Linked DNA regions of Sus scrofa: region 2 is linked to region 1. The links are chromatin contacts, called in public HiChIP or PLAC-seq maps. All regions are on one chromosome and are shown on one strand. The core of a region is the stretch at or near the end of the contact, and the rest is flanking DNA. Distances in the headings are between cores, read along the strand shown. Region 1 has its middle 18 kb from the start of PPP2R2A. Region 2 overlaps DPYSL2 (dihydropyrimidinase-related protein 2).

Region 1 (4,786 bases), core at 1,136-3,635:
ATAAAAAGAAAAAAAAAAAGAAGAAAGAAAAAGCAACACATTAAGATACCCTTATATTACAGATGAAGATGTTGAAATATAGAAGTAAAGATTGTGAAGAGGAGTTCCTGTCGCAGCACAGTGGAAATGAATCTGACTAGGAACCATGAGGTTGAGGGTTCAATCCCTAGCCTCGCTCAGTAGGTCAGGGATCTGGCAGTTGCCATGAGCTGTGGTGTAGGTCACAAATGCAGTTCGGATCCTGCGTTGCTGTGGCTGTGGTGTAGGCTGGCAGCTGATTCAACCCCTAGCCTGGGAACTTTTATATGCCACGGGTGCAGCCCTAAAAAGATTATTAAGAAACATTGAAAATTAGAGCCAAAAATAGCTCCAAAATAGGTTTAAAATATTTTTATTATGAAATATTTCAAATATTACAAGTAAACAGAACATTATAAAGGACCCTCGTGTACCCATCGCGCCCCACCCTCACTCCATTATTATGTATATATATAAAATCTATCTTTTAAAGTAAAATGTACACACATTGAAATGCACAAATCTTCTCAGGATCCCTTTTCCCCCCTTAATTCCAATCTTGTTTGGCAAAAATCTGGCTCTATTTTCTCCCAGATGTAAATGCTATTGACGGATTTCCTGCTGTTTCCTACACTGAGTTGACTCATCCTTCCCTCGATTTAGGTTTGGTTGGAGAAGAGGAATGTCTTTGTTTTCAGTCGGAAAGCATAGGGGGTACCAAGTCTGGCTGCTGCATTGTTATCCAGTCACAAGTGAAACCCAGGCAGGCCTCCTTTAAACGGTCCTCTTGGCCAGCAGTCAAAGCCTCCCTCCAAAACGGAAGCTCAGGACCCCTTAGCAGTATCCCACCCCTAAGCCAGCCTCAAGCCCGCCCCCCCTTGGTGCTCACCGCGCTGAGTGGGCTATTTGAGCCACCGTTAAAGCGTTCAACGATGCTCCTACTATGTGCCAGTCGCTGCCTATGCTGGACCTCATCTCTAAGAGACCCAAACTTGCAAGCCTCCCAGTTCCCTTTAAAAGCTGGAAAAGAAAATATAAAAATATAAACTTGTCTTCCATCTCGTCGCAGGAGATGAGTCAGCAGAACAGGAAATTCTCCTTGCACAAGCCCTTCTGATCCCGTGGGCTGGGTGTGTGCGGTATCGAGCGAGGGCTGGGAAGGGGAACCGGCTTCTCTACTGCAACCACTTTGAAAGGTGAACAATGCGAGCTGGCCGGTGAGTTGAGGAGTGTTGACACACACCTGGCCAATGAGAACGGTCTTGACACGTTTGGGGGAAAAGCTCAGCCGCTTCCAAATAAGGAACAGGGCAAATAAGGAAACTGGCTGTGGCCAGAGTCTAGGTGGCTTCAGAACAAGAGGTTGGAGGAGTTACCGCCTGTGAAACTCAAAAGGCACCTGAGCGGCAAGCTGGGCTCTCTGGATGTTTGAGGAAAGAGCCATTTAGGGCGGGGTTCAGGGAAGGCCCTTATATGCCACAAAATCTCTCACGGTGCAATCCCTTGCAGCGCAATTCTGCACATGCAGTGAATTACAGGAGGAAGGAGAGCTTGGGTTGGGGAAATGCCTGCCTGACGGAGCCACCTCTGACCCTATATCTAATAGTAGAGCAAAGTCCACCGGGGACCCAAGCCGCAGCCTAGGCTCTGCTCCCTGCCAGCTGTGAGCCTGGGAATAAGTCATTTAATCTCTGCGGGCCCCGTTTTTCTCCCCTGCAGAAAGTCAAACACAATAAGCTAGCTCGCCATATCTAAATGCTGTCGCTCTTGTACAAACGTAAATTGGTTTAGCCTTAAGCCCACTTTTTGCTTTCCTTCCATGACTTTTCCAGTGAGATCATGAGGGAGAAATAGCTGAGTGTGGCTGCTAGCAAAATCAGGACTCTTTAAAATAGCTATTCTGTGGGAATCAGGCCCGTGTGTGTGTGTGTGTGTGTGTGTGTGTGTGTGTGTGTGTACACATTTCCATTGGGTGAGGCTGCGGAGAAGGGCCACGCATTGAGCCAGGTCTAAATGTTTCAGCTTTGCAGAAAAATAAATGCTGCAAGATTGAGGAGTGAGATTTTTGCATAGGAGAAGGAGGTGGGGGAGGGGTAAATGTGCTGAGATTCCAGCACTGAATTAAAAAAAGGATGAGGACGCAGTTAGAAGGATAGGCTGCCAAGGAGCCAAGAAGTAAAAATATGCGGGGGTTTTAAATAGGGTGTAGCCAGAGCCGGTTAAATCCTACTCTTCCACTCCGACTGGCCTTCCCCTCACCCCACCCGGCCCCATTCTAAATTCTTTCAAGGCTCAGCTCCCTCCTCCCCCCCACCTCCCCCGCAGAGAAATGATATAGGAGCCGGGAGGAAGTGACACATTTTCCTGCTTGAATGGAGCAGGGCCCTGCAGCAGCCTCTCGGCAATCGTCAGCAGGCTTATCTCACCCCGGCCATCGCAGGCGCCTGGTTCCTCAAACAATGCTTTCCTCTGGCTGAACCCTGGGTGATGACTCGCACGCCTCAGAAAGCTCCATGCTTAGAGGTTCAGGGCACCCTGTGCACGGTGGTTCACGTTCCTTTCGAGTGCAACTTTCTATCAATAATCCAGCACAGAAGGTCGTGCCTAGAGCTTGCTTAGGCTGGTGAAGGTGACCTCGGGAAATTCAGGACCCTTGGGAGGAGGGATGGAAGAATCTTAAGGTTGGAGGTCTTGGAGATCTGAATTTATGCTGTGTGACTCTGGGCAAGTCTCTCAGCCTCTCTGAACCTCGGTATCTTCCTCTGTAAGAGGAAAGGGATTGGTAATAACTGCCTTGAAGGTTTGAATCAGGCTTTAATAAGCTACCGAGCAGAATAATAGATATATAAAGAAGTTCATTTCCCTTCCCCTCCCATCTTGGGTTCCCTCTAACCACCAGTCCAACCCACACTCCTATTTGCCTACCCCTTAATGGCACTTTTTATTAGTACTTTACCAGCTTTGCAATTCATTTCACGCAGTGGTATTGCAGTTGAATCACTGAGGCCTCCTTCCCTCAGTGATACTGAAAACTTAAATCAGCATTCCAGTCTTACATCTCATTAGTAACTCCCAACTGACTAACTAAATGCTATACCAACAGAATAATAAAACGACATAAAAACAGAAAGTGATGTAAAAACCATCATGGGCATGAAGGCCTCTGGTTCCCCCTGTTCCCACTTCTGTTTTGGTCCTGCCTCATGTGTATTTCTACTATACAGAATTTATATTATTGTGTTGTAATTACCTATTTCCATATTTGTCCCTCACTGCACAATAAGCTCCTGGAAGGCAGGGACGGTGCCTCTTTTATCTTTGCATTTTCAGAATTTAGCTTAACAAAATACATGATAGGTCCGTAATAACTGAATGAATTACTTGGAACAAACCATTAAGCTAGTAGATTAGGTCCTAACCTGTCCCCCATAGTCTCCGCCCAGGAAACAGTGCCTGGCACATATCAAACACTCAACAAAAGTGTTGAATGAAGGCCTTGCGACTTTCCCAGGCTGCAACTTTGTCATCTGTAGAAAGTTGGTTCAAGGGGGGGTGTCCATGGACTGAATTGGTGGTTCTCAAATCCTGGTTCTCCAGTGGGTCACAGAAGAATCTCAATGAGATTTTAAAAGACACAGTTTCCTAGACTCCATTTCAGAATGATTCAGGAGGTCTCAGCTAAGATCTGCTAATTTGTAGTTAAAAAAAGAGAAAAGCTTTGCAGATGATTCTGGTACAGGACAAAAGGTGGGCCTCACTAAAGCAGCTTTTTCTAATGTTCTCAGTAAGATTTGATATATCATTTTGACTGTTTTTAGAAGACTGCAGATCATCAGAGTGGTTTACTGGGCTGATATAATATGAATATAAAGAATTTGATTTAAATGAATGGTGCCTCAGGCATACTAGCAATTATACACCTTTAAATTAATTTTTTTTTTTTTTTTTTTTTTTTTTTTTTTTTTGCTCTTTAGAGCTGCACCTGTGGCATATGGAAGTTCCCAGACTAAGGTTCAAATGTGAGCTGTAGCTGTCAGCCTATGTCACATCCACTGCAACGCCAGATCAAAGCCACATCTGCAAACTACACCATAGTTCACAGTGACACCAGATCCTTAACTCACTGAGCAAGGCCAGGGATCAAACTCCACATCCTCATGGATACTGGTTGGGTTATTAATACATGGAGCCACAACAGGAACTCATTTTTGAAAAGAAATAAGGACATAGTGCACATGTCTTTATGTTCAAAATAACAGATTTATGACATTTTTTTTTTCTGAATTTCTGAACCACACAGCTTCTTAGAAGGCAGAGAGCATAGTTTCCAAGTTAAATAAAAATAAGTTATTCTAGGTAAACAACACAATGTCATCAATTATTCAGACAACTGTCAGCTGGCTGACTTCAAGGCAGGGTGAGGACCTGAATAGTCATACCTGGCCTTAATGCATGTGCCACAAAACTCTAAAGGTACCAGGGGGAGGGTTTTGTTTTTCTTCCAGGGCAAGCTCTCCTTTGGTGGTCACAGGACTGATTTATATTTCATCAAGTAGGTAAGAAGTCTGCTCTAACTGTGGAATTATTCAACTCTTCTCCAAGGATGGTTGAATATGCCTTTTTTTTTTTTTCCCCTTTTCTTTTCAGGGTTGCACAAAAAGCAATATGTCTCTTGCCTAATCAATTATATTCCTTCCTGAATTAACTCCTGATGTTCCTTGCCAGCTTTTAATTTAGGGGGGTTTCTCCTTCTTAATTTATAAGGTAT
Region 2 (4,786 bases), core at 1,610-4,109, 320 kb after region 1:
TTTTTTTAGTATCCAATACCTTAGGTGTTTCTCAAAGGCATTTTGTCAGTTGTGGAAAAATGTGTAGAAACTGCTCTCTCTTTGCCTTGAACCTGTGTCTTGGATCCGGTCCCTGGGCTGTGGCATTTGAGAGAGGAACACCAGGACTGATCCAGCAAATACTTCAGTGTCTCCCTTCCTGATGAGTAAGGGCTAGAATACTAGTTATTACCAATATTATTTAACATTGTTCTGGAAGTCTTAGCCAATGTAATATGACAGGAAAAATAAGAAGTAAAATTATTGAAAAGAAAAACAAAATGATTGGTATTTGTTAGATAATTTACCATAAATATTAAAAGGAATTAACTGAAGAAAATATTGGCTCTAAGAAGAAAGTTTATTAAGATGACCCAGTATAAAAATATGTATTCAAAATGAATAACTTTCCCATATGCCAGAAAAGCCAACTGGAAAATATAATTTAAAAACCCCCATTCATAGTAGCAACACAAAATATAAAGTGACTGGGAATTATAAGAATATATTTTTATGTGTTGGACCCAAGAGAAGATTTTAATAAATTTAAAAAGTGCTGTGTTAATGAGTGGAAGGACCTAACACTGTAAAGAAGCACATTCTTTAGAGATTAATTTCTAAATAACCAGAATGTCAAAAAGTGTTGTATTTAAAAAACTTTTTTTTAAGTTATAGTTGATTTATGTTGTATTGTTTTTTTGACACCTGACTGAATAATTCTAAAGTTCAGGTGGAAGACTCAATAGGTAATTAGAATTAAGAAAATTAAGAAACCAAAAAACTTAATGAAGGACAGGAGACCACTACTGGTTAGAAATTAAAAAATTATAAAAATATAATCATTTAAGTGGGACCAGCTCCAGAAGAGACATGTACATCAATAGGAGAAAGCAAAAAATTCATAAGTGCCAACTGTATCTAAGTATTTAGTGTATGAAAAAAGGAACGTTTTAAACTCAAGGTGAAATGATGATGTGGTCACAGTGTTATGCTGGAATAGTTAACTATTTGAAAAACAAAGAAAAGTAAACTCCTTACCTCAAATCATATGCCTAAATACCTTCCAGATGGGTTTGTTCAATTTAAACAACAAAGTCAGAAGAGAACGAGAAAAAACTATAGCCAAAGATTTATAGAAGATATTTCATCAAAGGTAGAAATCAGAAAAGATGGAGAAACTTGACTACACAGGAATTAAGACCATCACCAGAGTAAATTAATTAAAAGAAAAACAAGAAGTGGGAATTTTTATTTACAATATGTGACATAGGGTTGATACATTTAAAATATGAAATCTTAATATTTTAATAAGATGAACACTTAAAAAGTTAAATTGCTTTAATAGCAAAAGTAAAGGGTATGAACAAGGTATTCACAAAAGAAGAAATAATTCTACCATTAAACTTATGAAAAACTTTCAACTCCATGAGTAAGAAAAGAAATACAAATTAAAATAGTAATGAGCCAACTTTTTGTCTACTAAATTTTCATGTTGAAAGGAGTTCTGACACCCAGTGGTGTGGTGAAGTGGGAACCCTGATAGGCATTTACATTGGTGGCTGTTCTGGAGGGAAGAAAGAATACTCTCTAACAGGAACTTTAAATTTCTGTAAACAAAAAAAAATGTTCATACCCCTTGAGCCAGAATAATCTGTGTGCAAGCATTTAGTTCTCGGGATGTTCACTATAACACTCATTATGAGAAAAAATTAGAAACAGCCTAAATGACCGAAATAAGTGATTGATTAAGTAAATGATCGCCACTTCTAGGACAAAATGGTATGGAGTCAGTAGAAAATATTTGCTGAAATCGGCATGCTCACAGTATATTGATGGAAAAAAGCAGGCCTTGACCACTAAGTCTAATTCGATTCTACCTTGTTTTAAAAAAGAGCCTCATGGAAGTATAACTTACATGCTGTAAAGTTATGATTCTACTTTCATAAGGAATGTGTGTGTGTGTGTGTGCGCGCGCGTGCACGCGTAAGTAGTTAGGAAAAACTTTGCATAGGCATAGATCAACATATGAATAGCGATTTTCTTTGGATGATGGAATAACACAGTTTTGTTTCTTTCCTCAGTTCTTTCTGGTTTTCCAAGTTTCTGGCATGTACATGCTTTTTCACCTAAAGGAATTGTATAAAAAGAAAATTCCCTTGGAGCTACCGTTTTCATCTGCCTTGCTATCTCTTACCCCTGTCATTCCTGGAAGGAAGAGGACATAATATGAGGAAGTGTTTGAAGTGATGCACAGCCGTGGGGGTGGTGTTTGTGTAGAACCTGAACTCTCCACTACCACGACGTTGGAAAGTGTGGTTAATGCTTCCCGAACAACTGGGGCCCTTGTCAAGCTTAAACTTTGTTGTCCAGATACACTGGCTGTTAGTCAGAGTCTTATTAATCTACTAGAGGGGAAAAAAGACCCATTGAGCAGCCAACCCTCAGTCCAAGATTTGAAACACATCATGGTACAATGGCTGTGGTTCAGACTCCAGAGATGTTATGCTATGTTTTTGAATTCAGTCCAGGTTCCTAGGAGGAAAACACCCGTCAATTATGTTGGCTCTCGATAGATCCCAGTCAACACATGACATCACCAGCTCTTCCTTCCCTGCCCGCCTTTATTTGGAGGGGATGCAAGGGGAATTGTGCAACCTTGGAATAAACAGAACAGAGACCAGATTCCCCTTTTGTTTGTGGGTTTGAGCTCCTGCCGGATAGCTGCTAGTTTCTTTACCGTCCACAGTGAGGCTGTGTCACAGCAGCTTTGTATAAGGGAGCAGTGGTTGCTCAGGGGCTAATCAGAGCCCTGCGTCCGTGTCCACGTCATTTCTCGTTTGAACTTGGGACTCTCGTCTTTATTGTTCCTTGGTGTGTGAGTGACGTCCTGAATTACAATAGGTACGAACAGCACACTCTTTCAGCGCGTATTTTCACAGAAAGGTTATTGTCCTCAGATCCTAGGGTTTGTTTGAGTATCTGCTTCCATAGGAATGTAAACACGACCCTGTTTGATGAAGTTGCTCGTTCTTTCCCATTGTTGGCAAAGACCTCGGGGCTTGGGCTGGAGCTTTGTGACACAGTTCTTCACGTTTTGTTATGTCAGGGCGTGCGTTTCTGTCGATCTCGAATTAGGAAGCCTTAGGAAGCCGCAAGCCCTTGAGTTTCTAGTCAGATTCCCTTCCTGACAAGGAAGCAGCAGGAAGAAAAACAGACAGCCCCCGTCTTTGCACGTGAATGCCGTGTGGTGTGACTTGAATTTTTTCATGATGTTCCACACAGCCCTGTCATCTCATATTTTTGGCAAGCCGGCCCTGAATCTGTGGTCTGGTAGTCCCAGGCAACCCAAAGCTGAGACAAACAGAGGAAGTGTCATTACTCACATGCTTCCCCAGCCACCTCATCCTGGCCCGACGCGGCCAGCTGCCGCCCACTTTGAGGTGGGGCTCCTCAGAGCCAGGCCAGCCCAGCCCCACACTGAGTCCCTTTAGGTTGTCCCCCGGCCCTCCTTACTTTCCTGCATGCTTTCCTTCATTGGTTTGTAGTCTGGAATTTATTTATGGCCGACTTTGTGAAGTCTCCTCTCTTTTCTTTCTCTCTTTTTACTTTTTTGCTTTTTAGGGTCATACCCATGGCATAGGGAGGTTCCCAGGCTAGGGGTCAAATCAGAGCTACAGCGGCCGGCCTGCATCACAGCCTCAGCAACACCAGATCTGAGCTGCGTCTGAGACCTACACCACACACAGCTCATGGCAACTCCGGATCCTTAACCCACTGAGCCAGGCCAGGGATCCAGCTTGCATCCTCATGCATACTAGTTGGGTTTGTAAACTTTTGAGCCACAATGGGAACGCCACCTCCGTTTTCTTAACAGCAGCCTGGAGGCCACGGGAAGCAGAGTAGGGGACTTGCCTCCCCCGACCCCCATCATATGCAGGCAGGCATATGCGCGCGCACGCACGCACGCACGCACACACAAACACGCACATGCCCTGTGGTCATCATCCTGGTGCCTGGGGCCAAGGATGCTGAAGGAAGGGGGTCTGTTCGGGAAATCTGCCGCTCCTAGGGGCTGCCTCTGCTTCCAACTCTTAGGAAACTCACCTCCTGCTCTCCCCTGGAAGGAGAAAGGGGAGAACCAGGTCACTGACCCCAGCCTGCAGTTACCAAATCCCTTAGGGGATTTTGAAAATAAAAATCATTTCCATATTCTAAAAGCCTGCTGGGGAGTTATTGCCGTGATGTTTCCTGGATAAGGTCAGGTTTCTTTGCTTGCGATTGGAATTTTACAAGGACTTTGTAAATGATGATCATTTGTGTTTTCCGCTCTGCTTGGCCGTTTTTCTTGCATTTGATTGAAAATAGAATGGATGCATTTCTTTATGCCTAATACGTTCCATTTGATTGGAAAATTGTTTCCATCATGGAGACCCAGGGTCGGGAGGGGTGTGGGGAAGGAGGTTCCCGGGGAGGTGAAAAGTCTCTATTTATGTCTGTTGACAGAGGGTCTCTGTGATTCTTCCTGCTCTGGCATTTACTGTCTTTTACTTTATGACCAATGCCTACTTGCTGGGTAAACAGGACAGATTTGTTTTGCTTGGTTGAGTCTTATTCAGTTTTATGTGAAGACCGTTTGCCTAAATGAATAAATTAAAACTCCATGCCTTTCTTGTGGCACCTCGGGCTTCCTCCTCTCAATTATGCCTTTATCTGCCTCCCTCCTGCGCTCTGTCACTCTTCGTGGTTCTCCACCTGAGCCCCCTCCTGA

Evidence for each region. HiChIP or PLAC-seq counts read pairs in DNA pulled down with a chosen protein or histone mark.
Region 2: a contact with region 1 is called in an H3K27ac HiChIP or PLAC-seq map of alveolar macrophages. The contact joins two enhancer-like sites. A contact is called at or near these places in 1 of 47 Hi-C or Micro-C datasets (embryonic fibroblasts) and 1 of 2 datasets of contacts at active chromatin or transcription factors (alveolar macrophages).

The regions. Positions count from the first base shown.
Region 1 is chr14:10,175,491-10,180,276 of Sscrofa11.1, forward strand. No RefSeq gene overlaps it. Among named protein-coding and RNA genes, the nearest start is that of PPP2R2A, 18 kb to the right of the region's middle. Within about 2 kb of position 2,386, at least 69 of the 83 cell types and tissues checked have an H3K27ac peak or open chromatin away from gene starts, as enhancers often do. A contact at or near this core is called in alveolar macrophages and embryonic fibroblasts, where this site is marked.
Region 2 is chr14:10,495,307-10,500,092 of Sscrofa11.1, forward strand. All of the region lies in intron 3 of DPYSL2 (dihydropyrimidinase-related protein 2), which reads left to right. Among named protein-coding and RNA genes, the nearest start is that of DPYSL2, 69 kb to the left of the region's middle. Within about 2 kb of position 2,860, at least 57 of the 83 cell types and tissues checked have an H3K27ac peak or open chromatin away from gene starts, as enhancers often do. A contact at or near this core is called in alveolar macrophages and embryonic fibroblasts, where this site is marked.